2 separate regions of the Triticum aestivum genome follow, and region 2 is linked to region 1. The links are chromatin contacts, called in public HiCAR-type maps. All regions are on one chromosome and are shown on one strand. The core of a region is the stretch at or near the end of the contact, and the rest is flanking DNA. Distances in the headings are between cores, read along the strand shown.

Region 1 (5,672 bases), core at 1,941-4,440:
GACGCTTGATAAGACTTTTGACAAAGTATATACCTTGACAATATTTTGAAGTAGTTCAAAATGGAACAGTCAAAGAAGGAGTTCTTGCATGTATTGCAAGGTGTGAAATTGAGTAAAGACTCAAAACCCGACCACGGCAGAAAATAGAAAGAGAATGAAAAGTCATTCCCTATGCCTCAGTCATAGGTTCTATAAAGTATGCTATGCTGTGTACCAGACCTATTGTGTACGTCATCATGAGTTTGACAAGAGGGTACAATAGTGATCCAGGAGTGGATCACTGGACAGCGATCAAAATTATCCTTGGTGGAATAAGGATATGTTTCTCGGTTATGGAAGTGACAAAAGGTTCGTCGTAAAGGGTTACGTCGATGCAAGCTTTGACACTGATCCAGATGACTCTAAGTCTCGATCTGGATACATACTGAAAGTGGGAGCAATTAGCTAGAGTAGCTTTGTGCAGAGCATTGTAGACATAGAAATTTGCAAAATACATACGAATCTGAATATGGCAGACCCGTTGACTATACTTCTCTCACAAGCAAAAAATGATCACACCTAAGTACTCTTTGGGTGTTAATCACATAGCGATGTAAACTAGATTATTGACTCTAGTAACCCTTTGGGTGTTGGTCACATAGCGTTGGGTGTTAATCAAATGGTAATGTGAACTATTGGTGTTAATCACATGGTGATGTGATCTAGATTATTGACTCTAGTGCAAGTGGGAGACTGAAGGAAATATGCCCTAGAGGCAATAATAAAGTTATTATTTATTTCCTTATTTCATGATAAATGTTTATTATTCATGCTAGAATTGTATTCACCAAAAACTTAGTACATGTGTGAATACATAGACAAAACATAAGTGTCCCTAGTATGCCTCTACTTGACTAGCTCGTTTATCAAAAATGGTTACGTTTCCTAACCATAGACATGTGTTGTCATTTGATGAACAGGGTCACATCATTAGGAGAATGATGTGATGGACAAGACCCATTCATTAGCTTAGCATTATGATCGTTACAGTTTCATTGCTACTGCTTTCTTCATGACTTATACATGTTCCTCAGACTATGAGATTATGCAACCCCCGAATATCGGAGGAACACTTTGTGTGCTATCAAACGTCACAACGTAAATGAGTGATTATAAAGATGCTCTACAGGTGTCTCCGAAGGTATTTGTTGGGTTGGCATAGATCGAGACTAGGATTTGTCACTCCGTGTTTCAGAGAGGTATCTCTGGCCCTCTCGGTAATGCTCATCACTGTAAGCCTTGCAAGCAATGTGACAAATGAGTTAGTTGCGGGATGAAATATTACGGAACGAGTAAAGAGACTTGCCGGTAACGAGATTGAACTACGTATGATGATACCGATGATCGAACCTCGGGCAAATAACATACTGATGACAAAGGGAACAACGTATGTTGTTATGCGGGTTGACCGATAAAGATCTTCATAGAATATGTAGGAGCCAATATGAGCATCTAGGTTCCGCTATTGGTTATTGACCGGAGATGTGTCTCGGTCATGTCTACAAAGTTCTCGAACCCGTAGGCTTCGCACGCTTAACGTTCGATAACGATTTGTATTATGAGTTATGTGATCCGATGTACCGAAGGTTGTTCGGAGTCCCGAATGAGATCACAGACATGACGAGAAGTCTCGAAATGGTCGAGACATAAAAATTGATATATTGAAAGGTTATATTCGGACACCGGAATGGTTCCGAAGTGTATCGCGTATTTTCCGGAGTACCGGAAGGTTACCGGAACCCGGGGGGCTAATGGGCCTTCATGGGCCTCAGTGGAAGAGAGGAGGCAGCAGCCAGGTGGAGGCGCCCCCCTCCCCTCTCCGCAAGCCCAAACCGAATTGGACTAGGGTGAGCGAGCAATGGCCTGGCTGGAAGACGTAGACGTGCAACGGAAGAGATGTGCCGTGACTCGGTTGCATACGGAGCACGTCGTATCATTGTGTCGAGTGTCGATACTCGCCGCTTTAAACAAAACCCAACCGCTTTTAGCAGCCCCCACACCAATCAAACTCTGGAGTCGTCATCATCACAGGGAAAAGAGTTCTTCAGAAAATTCTGGAGGCGAGCGTGCTACTACCACTGTCCATCATCTCTGCCGAACGAGATTACGTGCAACTAGTTCACTGCTAAGTGTTAAGCCAGGGACTAAACAAACTGGGCGCAGATCTCGACAGAGCTGCCCCCTAGGACGGAGCCTGCCCGCCTGACATCGGCGATGCGAGATGCCATCTACCCGTGGCATGGAAACCTATCGGTGGAATCTTCAGGCGTGCGACTGTTAATTACGGCCTGCAGCTGCAAGGTGCACCCCCTTGTTCCGAGACCTGCACGGCGACTCTGACGACGAGACCAGCTGGCAGCTTCTCGGTTAAACAACGCATCCTTCTCCCCAAAGTTTTCAGCGTACTAGGAGTGGATCTCAAGTGTTGTGTGTGTGACAAGGTGGTTCGTTTTGATTGAGCAGACAAGAACTTCACGCGTGCCAAGCTCCCAATGTCTTGGTTTCCTTTTCCCAGTGTCTTGGCTACTGTACACAAGGTGCGACCTGGCGCCGTGGCGCGCATGCACCGGCACAGCCCCAAAGATTCCCGGATGGAGCACCGGCGGGTGAAAAGGAAACGGCATCAAACTCTTTTCTGGTTTTCTTTTCGTTTTATTTCTTTTCTGAAAAGGGCACGAATCATAGTAGTGCTACCAGGTGCGTGTATGTGCATTTGCTGTAGCTTGTCATTAGCGTGGCTAAACCATGTGCGGTGTCTCCGTGCCTGTCGCTTGCGCTTGTTTGTTCTAGTGCTGGAACCCTAATTATCGACACCAAGACGTTCAAGTTACTTTAATCCAAAACTACGAGAGTAGATTTGACGCCCTCGTTCCCGACAAGTGGCACAGGGATACATGGAGGCTTCACGCTTGTGCGGTAATTATTGACGCCAATGCTTGCACTTATCCACAGCGTTCTTCTGCAGGAAAAAGCGGAGCAATTGCTCGTAGTATTTCATGTGTCCTAATCGATCGCCTGTTTTTCTCTAGGTCGACATGGACACTCTGCAGAGACGCCTCGAGTCCTCTCCGTTTGTCGGGACCACCCCGTCCACGTCAAGCATAACTCCGCCCTTGTCGTTCTCGTCGCGGTGGCCCACGCTAGCCATCGAGCCAACCACCGCAATACACCCGGGCATGCCGGACTTCGTCCATGGTTACCGCGCACCGGACCATGGTTTGCAGGCCGCCAGTGCACCAATAATGGCCATCCCGTGCTCCGCTCCCCCCATATATACCCGGCCTCCCGCTTCGCACCGCTGCACCAAACTCACCCACCTCTTCCCCCGCCCTCTGGAGCACAAGTCCGAGCTAGCTAGAAGAAGCCTCCGTCTCCAACCATATACCATGGCGGCATCGGTGGCCTGCGCCTTCTTCTTCGACGCCGAGCCGGTGGGCGAGCCCGGCATGCCGGCGCTGGACGCGTGCGCGCTCTGCGCCAAGCCGCTGGCGCGCGACAGCGACGTCTTCATGTACAGAGGGGACACGCCCTTCTGCAGCGAGGAGTGCCGCCACGAGCAGATGCACCTCGACGCTGTCTGCGCCAGGCAGGCCGCCCGGAGGCTGCAGCGGTTCACGGCGGAGGCGGAGTGCCACCGTGGGCAGCGGCAGTCCAGGAAGGTGTCCATCGCGAGCTAGCCGGCCGGCCCCGGAAAGTATTGTTTGGATCCAAAATATCTGGATTCTGAAGAAAACAACATCTGTATTCTGAAGAACCATCGATGTCTCTTGGGAGGCGTTGTCTGATGTCTCCCTCTCCGGCCGGTGCTCTAGCTTTGGCGCCGCCTACGAGAGGCAGGGCAGCATCAGGCGGCACGAAGCACAGGTGCCTGTAGCTTCCCGCATGTGTCCATGACAAGCTAATTAAGCTGCCCGGATGGGAGTAAATTGTACTTGTTCAGTTGTTCTCGGTCGATCTGTCATGTGCCGATGAATTATTTGATTAGAAATGAAAACAGAAAAGTAAACACCATGGATCTGAAGAGAGCAATCAGACATGATTCACAATTTGTTTATCCTCAATTTGGGTCGCATGTCTGCCCACTCTGTTTGGTTTTGTCCCCTAAATGATTGGATCCTGTTTGGTTTTGTCCTTTTGCGTGCACACTGTGCTATAGAGCACTGTCACTGTAAACAGTTCATGGCAATGAAAAAGAACTAACTTCAACCGGTCAACCCAAACAGATAGATGATTTGTGTTTTTTTATCCGTTTGGATTGCCAAACAAAAATTGCGACGTTGGCGGAAGAGATGAGGCAATGGAGAACAGTCGGCGCACGGGGATGCCGAAGAGCGCAGCAACGATGGAGGACGACGACGAGCAAAGGTGGTGGAGATGTGTGTGACGGTCGCAATGGCAGATAGGCCGAGGAACACCTTGGCGATGGCGGCAAGAGCAAAGTGGCCGGGGGGTCGGGGCGTGAGAGGAGAAAAGGGTCGAATTAAAATTGAGAAACCGCCAAATGGACTATATGTGTTGTCGAAGTGGTGACACTAAGGGCCCACCACTTTTGTTTCTGCATTTTTGGTTCAAAATAACATCCAAACAAGGACGGAAAAGTTTGAATCTTTTACTAGGTTTAAAATACACACCGTTGCAAAGTTCATGCTTAAATTCGGCCACTTTTTGAGTTTATTTGCTATTTTCAAAGCATTAACCAATTTTTCTTCATGATAGTGGTGAATGCCTCTGGACGGTAACCTTCTTGTGTTCATGAATGGTAACCCACCCTGGGCTATGGTTGAGATGGTGGATATTTTTTTCCCTTCTTCTATGGTTGATGCAGAGATGAAAATATTGCCCTCTTTTAGATTGGTAATACTGAAGCCTTGCCTCATGTGAGCCCTCTCCAAAGTCGCTAAACCAAGGACTTTTCTGTTTTAATCTTTTCGTGAGATCCCACTCGTCCAAAAAAGCACTCTATTTTGAGGTATTGATGTGCCAAAATGGCCATCTATGCAAGTTCTTCTAGTTTTGGTACCAAACTGATCGTTGGGCGCAAGTTCTAGCACCGTCAGTGTATGTGTATTTACCTCAAAATGATAACACGTCAATTTGCAAACTCTTTGAACCTTCGGTGTTTCTCTTGTTTCTTTGATGCATTATACATATGTGTAACTAGTTATCGCCGAGTCACCGGAGATTGTGTGAGCTTCGCTCAATGGCTGGTTGGAAAGCGTGGACGTGCTACGGAAGATGTGCCCAGTCACCGACAGGCAGGCAGTGACCCACTAACACATCGTACACCACGTGTCGACACCATTAAATCGGGTCACCTTTCGACCCCGGCCCCCGCTGAGGGAGTCCTGGACTAAGGGGCCCTCGGGCGTCCGGCCTGTTATCTGTTGGGCCGGACTGATGGGATATGAAGACACGAAGACCGAAGACTATACCCGTGTCCGGACTGGATTCTACTTGGCGTGGAAGGCAAGCTAGGCGGCCGATTATGAAGATCCCCTCTTATGTAACCGACCTCATGTAACCCTAGATCTCTCCGGTGTCTATATAAACCGGAGAGAATAGTCCGGATAGGACAGATTCATTACCATATACTCATAGGCTAGACTTCTAGGGTTTAGCCATTACGATCTCGT
Region 2 (5,830 bases), core at 2,407-4,906, 130 kb after region 1:
GAACGGAGGAAGAATGGTGGCAGGAGTTGGGGCGGTGAGGGAGGGGCTAAATAGGGGGTGGAGCGGCGGGAGATGAGCCGAAATCCTCCCGCCGATATTTCGGCGACGCGGGCAAGCTCGCGCCATCTCCCCTGCTCACACGAGGGGAGAAGCGTGTCGCCCTCCCCTGCCTCGCCCTGGCCAGACTCGCGAGCTACTGCCGATTCATGCGTTGCCCCTGGGCCTGGCCTGGACGTGCTTTAAGCTTCGCGTGATGCGAGCGGCACAGTGAATGCAGAAAACCAAACGGGCCAAATTCCTCCCGCCGGGGCCAGGCTGGGCCTCATGCGGGCAACCAAAGACGTCCTTGCAGACTCCAAGGTTACGTGCAAATGCCTCACTGGTAAACAAAGTGGGTGCAGATCTCGACAAAGCTGCTCCCTGGAGCGGCAAATTTGACAAATTTGACCTATAGAAGAAATCAAATCACAGAATGAACTGTCCGTGAAACTATTTCACGCGGCTGACCCGTGGCGCCTAGCTCTCAGGCGCTGCACTAGTGCAACTCCTGGGAGCTAGGCGCTGCACTAGTGCAATGCCTAGGAGCTAGGCGCTACACTGTATAGTGTGGCGCCTAGCTCTCAGGCGCTACACACTGACTTAGTAATTTTCTGATCACACGGGTGCGACGCTGGCCGTGTAGCGCCTATCTGTGAGGCGTTGCACAGTGTAGTGTGGCGCCTTCGTGTCGGGCATCACACAAAAAGGTCAGCCGCGTGAAATAGTTTTACGGATAGTTCATTCTGTGATTTGATTTCATCTATAGGTCAAATTTGTTAAAATTTGCCCCCGGAGCGAAGCCTGCCCGCCTGCCCGGCAATGCAGGATGCCATTTGCCCCTAGTATATTCGCATGAGATGACACAAGCACCACTACGACTTTTTTTTTTGCGAGAAAAGCACTACTACGACTACAGTACTGCTACCGCCAGTGCAATCTTCAGGCGTGTGCGACCGTGATTGTAGCCTGCAAGGTGCACCCCCCTTGGTCCGAAGCGTGCACGGCAGCCCCGATGGTGAGACCAGCTGGCAGCCTATACCGGTTAAACAACGCGCACCGCGTGAGCCGCACCCCTCTGCCCAAAAGTCTCCAGCGTACCGGATGCACGGCTTGTATTGCATGTGGGCGCTGCTGTGCGACAGGCTGATGATGATTCGTTTGATTGCGCAGACAAGATATGTGTACGCGTGCCAAGCTCCCAGTGTCTCGGCTGGTGGCACCAGGGTGGTGCCTGGCGCCGTGGCGCGCATGCACGGCACGTCCACAAGATTCCTGAATGGAGCACCGGCCGGTGAAAAAGTGCATCCACATATTTTCTGGTTTTCTTTTGTGCTTATGTTTTCTTCTGAGAAGGACACGAATGATACACCGCCAAGCCTCTTTTGTGCTATAGCTTGTCATTATAGCATCCTGACCATGTGTACCTCCATTATGTATGTTTCTTAAGGTGCTGGAACCATAGTTACCAGCACTAAGACGTTTGCATTAGTTTATTACAAAGGCGTAATTTATTTTTAAGAAATCCAAAGGTAGATTTGATGCCCTCGTTCCCGACAAGTGGCACAGTGGATGCTTGTGCGTAAATTATTGACGCCCATACTCACTCCTACTCCTATGATTTAGATCGTCTCCAACCGGCGCCCAAAAACTGGGCCGCGTGCTAAAATTCAAGTTTTTTGACGCCGGAGAGCTCCAGCAAAAGCTGTAAAACAGTGCATCCGTAAAAAAGGGTTGGGCGAGCGCTGAAAAACGCTATCAAAAGTTACAAATTAGAAGTGTCGGATTGTGCGCGCTTCATAATTTACACTGCGTGTTTTTTTGGACGCGCGTTTTTAGGCATCTACTAAAATAATGTTGGGTCCGGCACACTAAAAATGCTACAGTGGCGCGCTAAGGCCTCCTTTGGTTGAGTGAAGTTTATTTTAAACCTTGAATTCATACGGCTGGTCGGAATCAAACCCTAACCTTTCAATCCCTGAAATCTGTACCCTGTACTTATCGATCCCGGTTTATTTTAACCCTGGATCCGGTTATGCTAGTTTAGTGTGCTGGAAAAATATTGATCCCGGCCAGGATTATTCTCTTCTCTCACTGAGTACATGGGTCTACTTGTCATATTCACCTTCTGCTCATTCTCTTCATCTCTCTCTGTAGGAATCGCAATGCTCAAGCCCAGCCAGCCGATGTCCACGGCAACGGGGAGCAGGGCGTGGTGCCTGTCCTCGTGAGTGTGCAACGGCAAGGGAACGCCTCCCGCCAGCCTCCCTCGACATGGCCGCACCGCCTTGCCTCGCCATGCGCCAGGCCATGGACAAGAGAATTCGGGGGTGCTCCACCGCCAGCCCCTCCTTTCCGTTGGAGTTAAAAATGGCATAACCCGGCGCTGATGCGTGTCTTGGGTCCGTTGACTAACTAGGGCAAGTAGTAAGCTAGTGCACGTCCCAGTGGATTGACGAAAGGAGATCGTGCTACTAGGAATCAAGGATCAGCCGGAGTTAGTGCTAGCTTTGTACTACGTTGCGGCCGGCGAGGAGAAGCTTTGTCGTCGTCACACCGTCATTGTGGCCGTGCAGCCCGTGTGGCACCATGTAAGCACACAAGACGTTCGTGTTGCTGTCCTTCATCAACTGCTTCGTCTGCCCCAACAAGTTCGCCGCCGACCAACGCCTCCGCCATTCTGCGGCCGCCCGTTTCACCATTTTAGGAGAGAGAGGAGGGGAATTGGGGATTAGGTGGAGACTGGAGAACGGAAATGACATGTGGGTCAGTGTTGTAAGTGAGAGTACAGATTAAACCCGGTCGGGATCATCTTTTTCCTAGTGCGGCAAACAGGTTCAAGGTCGAAATAGATCGGGATCAGTGAGTAGAGGGTACCAACTTCAGGGATTGAAAGGTTAGGGTTTAATTTGGACGAGCCGCATGAATTCAAGGTTTAAAACAGACTTCACTCCCTTTGGTTTGAAGGAATTTGATAGAAATTCTAGAGGATAGGATTCTTATAGGATTTTTTCCCTTTAGAGCCCTTTGGTTCATAGCAATGGACTCCTATTGCTACATAGGATTGGTTCCTATCCTCCATATTTCATAGAAAAATAAAAATAAACCTAAACTCAATGGAAAAATTCCTTTGGTGTCAATCAAATAACATCTCGTTTTCTATTCCTACTCATAGGATTTGAGATACATGTCATCTCATTTCTTACAAAATTCCTATTTCTATGATAATTCTATCCTATGAACCAAAAGAGGCTTCAAACTATTTTAGGGCACGGAATTTTTGTGCCTCTGTTGAAAATGCTCTTACCTACAGCGTTCTTTTTTGCTAGGAAAAACGTAACAGGTATTAGTATTTCCAGTCCTGATCAATCGTCCGGTTTTCTATACGTGGACATGGACACTTTACAGAGACTCTGTCCTCTTCGTTTCTAGATAAAGAGCCAATCCACGTCACTCATAACTCCTCCCCTTGTCGTTCTCGTCGCGGTGGAGCCGACTGCGTGGCCCACGTTAACCATCCAGCCAACCACCGCAGTACACCCAAGCATGCTGGAATGAACTAGTCGAACCGCTCCCATCGTCCATAGTTAGACAGACCCATACCGCGCACCGGACCATGGTTTCCCAGGCCGCCAGCTCCAGTGCACCAATAATGGCCTCCCCTTGCTCCATTTCCCCCATATATACCAGCCCTCCCCCATCGCACCGCTGCACCAAACTCACCCACTTTCCTCCCGCCAAGAGCAGCAGCGAGCTGTGAGCTCTAGCTCTGAAGCTCGAGCTTGCTAGAAGAGCCACACAGCAATACCATGGCGGCATCAGTAGCCTGCGCCTTCTTCTTCGACGCCGAGCCGGCCGGCGAGCCCGGCAAGCACGCGCTGGACGCGTGCGCGCTCTGCGCCAAGCGGCTGGCGCGCGACAGCGACGTCTTCATGTACAGAGGGGACACGCCCTTCTGCAGCGAGGAGTGCCGCCACGAGCAGATGTACCTCGACGCCGTCTGCGCCAGGCGGGCCGCCCGGAGGCCGCAGCGCTTCTCGGCGGAGACGGAGACGGAGTCCCACCGTGGGCAGCGGCAGTCCAGGAAGGTGTCCATCGCCAGCTAGCCGCGGAAAGTTTTGTTTGGATCCACAAGATCTGAATGAATTCTGAAGAAACAACCGCTGTATTCTGAAGAACCATCGACGTTGTTTCGGGACGCAGTGCAGGGCAAAGCATCCGGTGGTAGGTGACTGTAGCTTCCCATAAGTGTCCATGGCAAGCTAATTAAGCTGGCCGTGTGCCTGTAGATTCTTGGTTGATCTGTGCTGTGCCGTTGATTCGATTTTGTTGGAAACGAAGTAGAAAACGCCATGGATCTGAAGGAAGCAATCAAACACGATTCACGATTTGTTCAACTTCGGTGTAGGCCACCCGTGTGCGCCGTCTCTTTTTTCTTTCTTGAAAGAAAAAGGGTAGATCCGCCGTCTCCTATTTCGTTTCCCTGAATGATTGAATCCTGTTTGGTTTTTGGTACGACATGCTAGGGACACTATGCAACAGCACTGTCACTGTTAAAATGGAATTGATGTAAACTACTACCCGGTCCCATAATGTAAGACTTTTTTAACACTAAAGGGAGAAGGATAAATTATCATGTTTCCCTGAATTTATGCTTTTGCTCTAAGTCTTTTGAGATTTTTTTTTATGTGTAAGTGTATTGACCTGTTTGATGGGTCTGCCTTTGGCTTCCCACACGGGTGATTGTGTGAATCTTACGATATTACTGACCATTCCAAACAAATTGTACCATTGTGATGTTTTTTTTAATTGAAGAAAGATGCCAACTTACCCAAATTAGGTGCAATAGTTCCTCAAAGTATCAAATCTAAGGGTTCTTTTCCTCCGAGCTCCCATGACCTAGGAGCACACGACAACCCGTCTTCGGTGACTCCCTGACTAGGCACATGTCCCTTCTTCTTCCTCTATCGTTCCGTCAACGGGAGGGGGCTGGGACTTCAAGGCTTTGGTGGGGTTAAGTTTGTCTTTGATCGGCAGTGGCGATACGATAGTGCCGTTCTCGGCATGGAATAAGGTCTCCCGCCTCGTCCTCGTCGGAATGTGTGGAGGATTATGGTTCCCTAGCTTTCTTCAAGTCTCGCCTTTTTCTGCAGGTTTGTCACCATGTATTTTGGCCTTTCGTCTCTAGTTCCAACCGATGATGGTTGGCCAGCCTCGCCTGGGTCCAGGCGTGCAACTCCGTCTTGCCAGATCAAGGGCGCTCTACAGGCCATGTTTGACGTTTTCTTTTCTGAGGCGGCGATTTGCTCATACGGATTGTGGTTGATGGCATTTTCTAGTCTACAACGATGATTCCCGATCGTTGCTTCTATACGCTCCTTGATTTCAAAAGTTTGCTCCGCCGAGACGGGGCCAGATATGGCAACGAGCTATGCACATGGCGTGCCGCTGATGGATGCGAGAGGAAAAAGACTTCCGCTACTAAGGTAACGGGATGTCTTACTGCTGATAATTAGGGTTCCAACACTATAACAAACAAACACAAGGAACATCTTGGACAGGCACCAAGGCACCAATTACTTGAATGTGTTTTTCAATTTTTTTTAATAAAGGTGTTTCGGTAAAGTCGTGTGCTACTAAATATATGACGTTTGGCTTTTTCACATTTTTATTATAAATTTCAGGATGAAGACGATCTTGATGCATAGTCTACATGGTAAGCACGACACAATCTTAACGCCGTTGCGTCGACAGAGGGTGCGGCGATTTGTCTTTCATATGTGTCGACAAGGTG

The links. HiCAR-type assays count read pairs that join an accessible place to other places.
Region 2: a HiCAR-type map of leaf shows a contact between it and region 1, with 5 times the contacts expected there. The contact joins the promoter of LOC123054541 here to the promoter of LOC123054539 in region 1. A contact is called at or near these places in 3 of 5 Hi-C or Micro-C datasets (leaf and an unstated tissue) and 1 of 1 datasets of contacts at active chromatin or transcription factors (leaf).

Annotation. Positions count from the first base shown.
Region 1 is chr2D:565,493,505-565,499,176 of IWGSC CS RefSeq v2.1, forward strand. It overlaps LOC123054539, which reads left to right and starts at 3,191. Exons shown (of 1, transcript XM_044478324.1): 1 at 3,191-4,093. The coding sequence starts at 3,216. The coding sequence ends at 3,716.
Region 2 is chr2D:565,625,118-565,630,947 of IWGSC CS RefSeq v2.1, forward strand. It overlaps LOC123054541 (FCS-Like Zinc finger 2), which reads left to right and starts at 3,657. Exons shown (of 1, transcript XM_044478325.1): 1 at 3,657-4,433. The coding sequence starts at 3,846. The coding sequence ends at 4,142.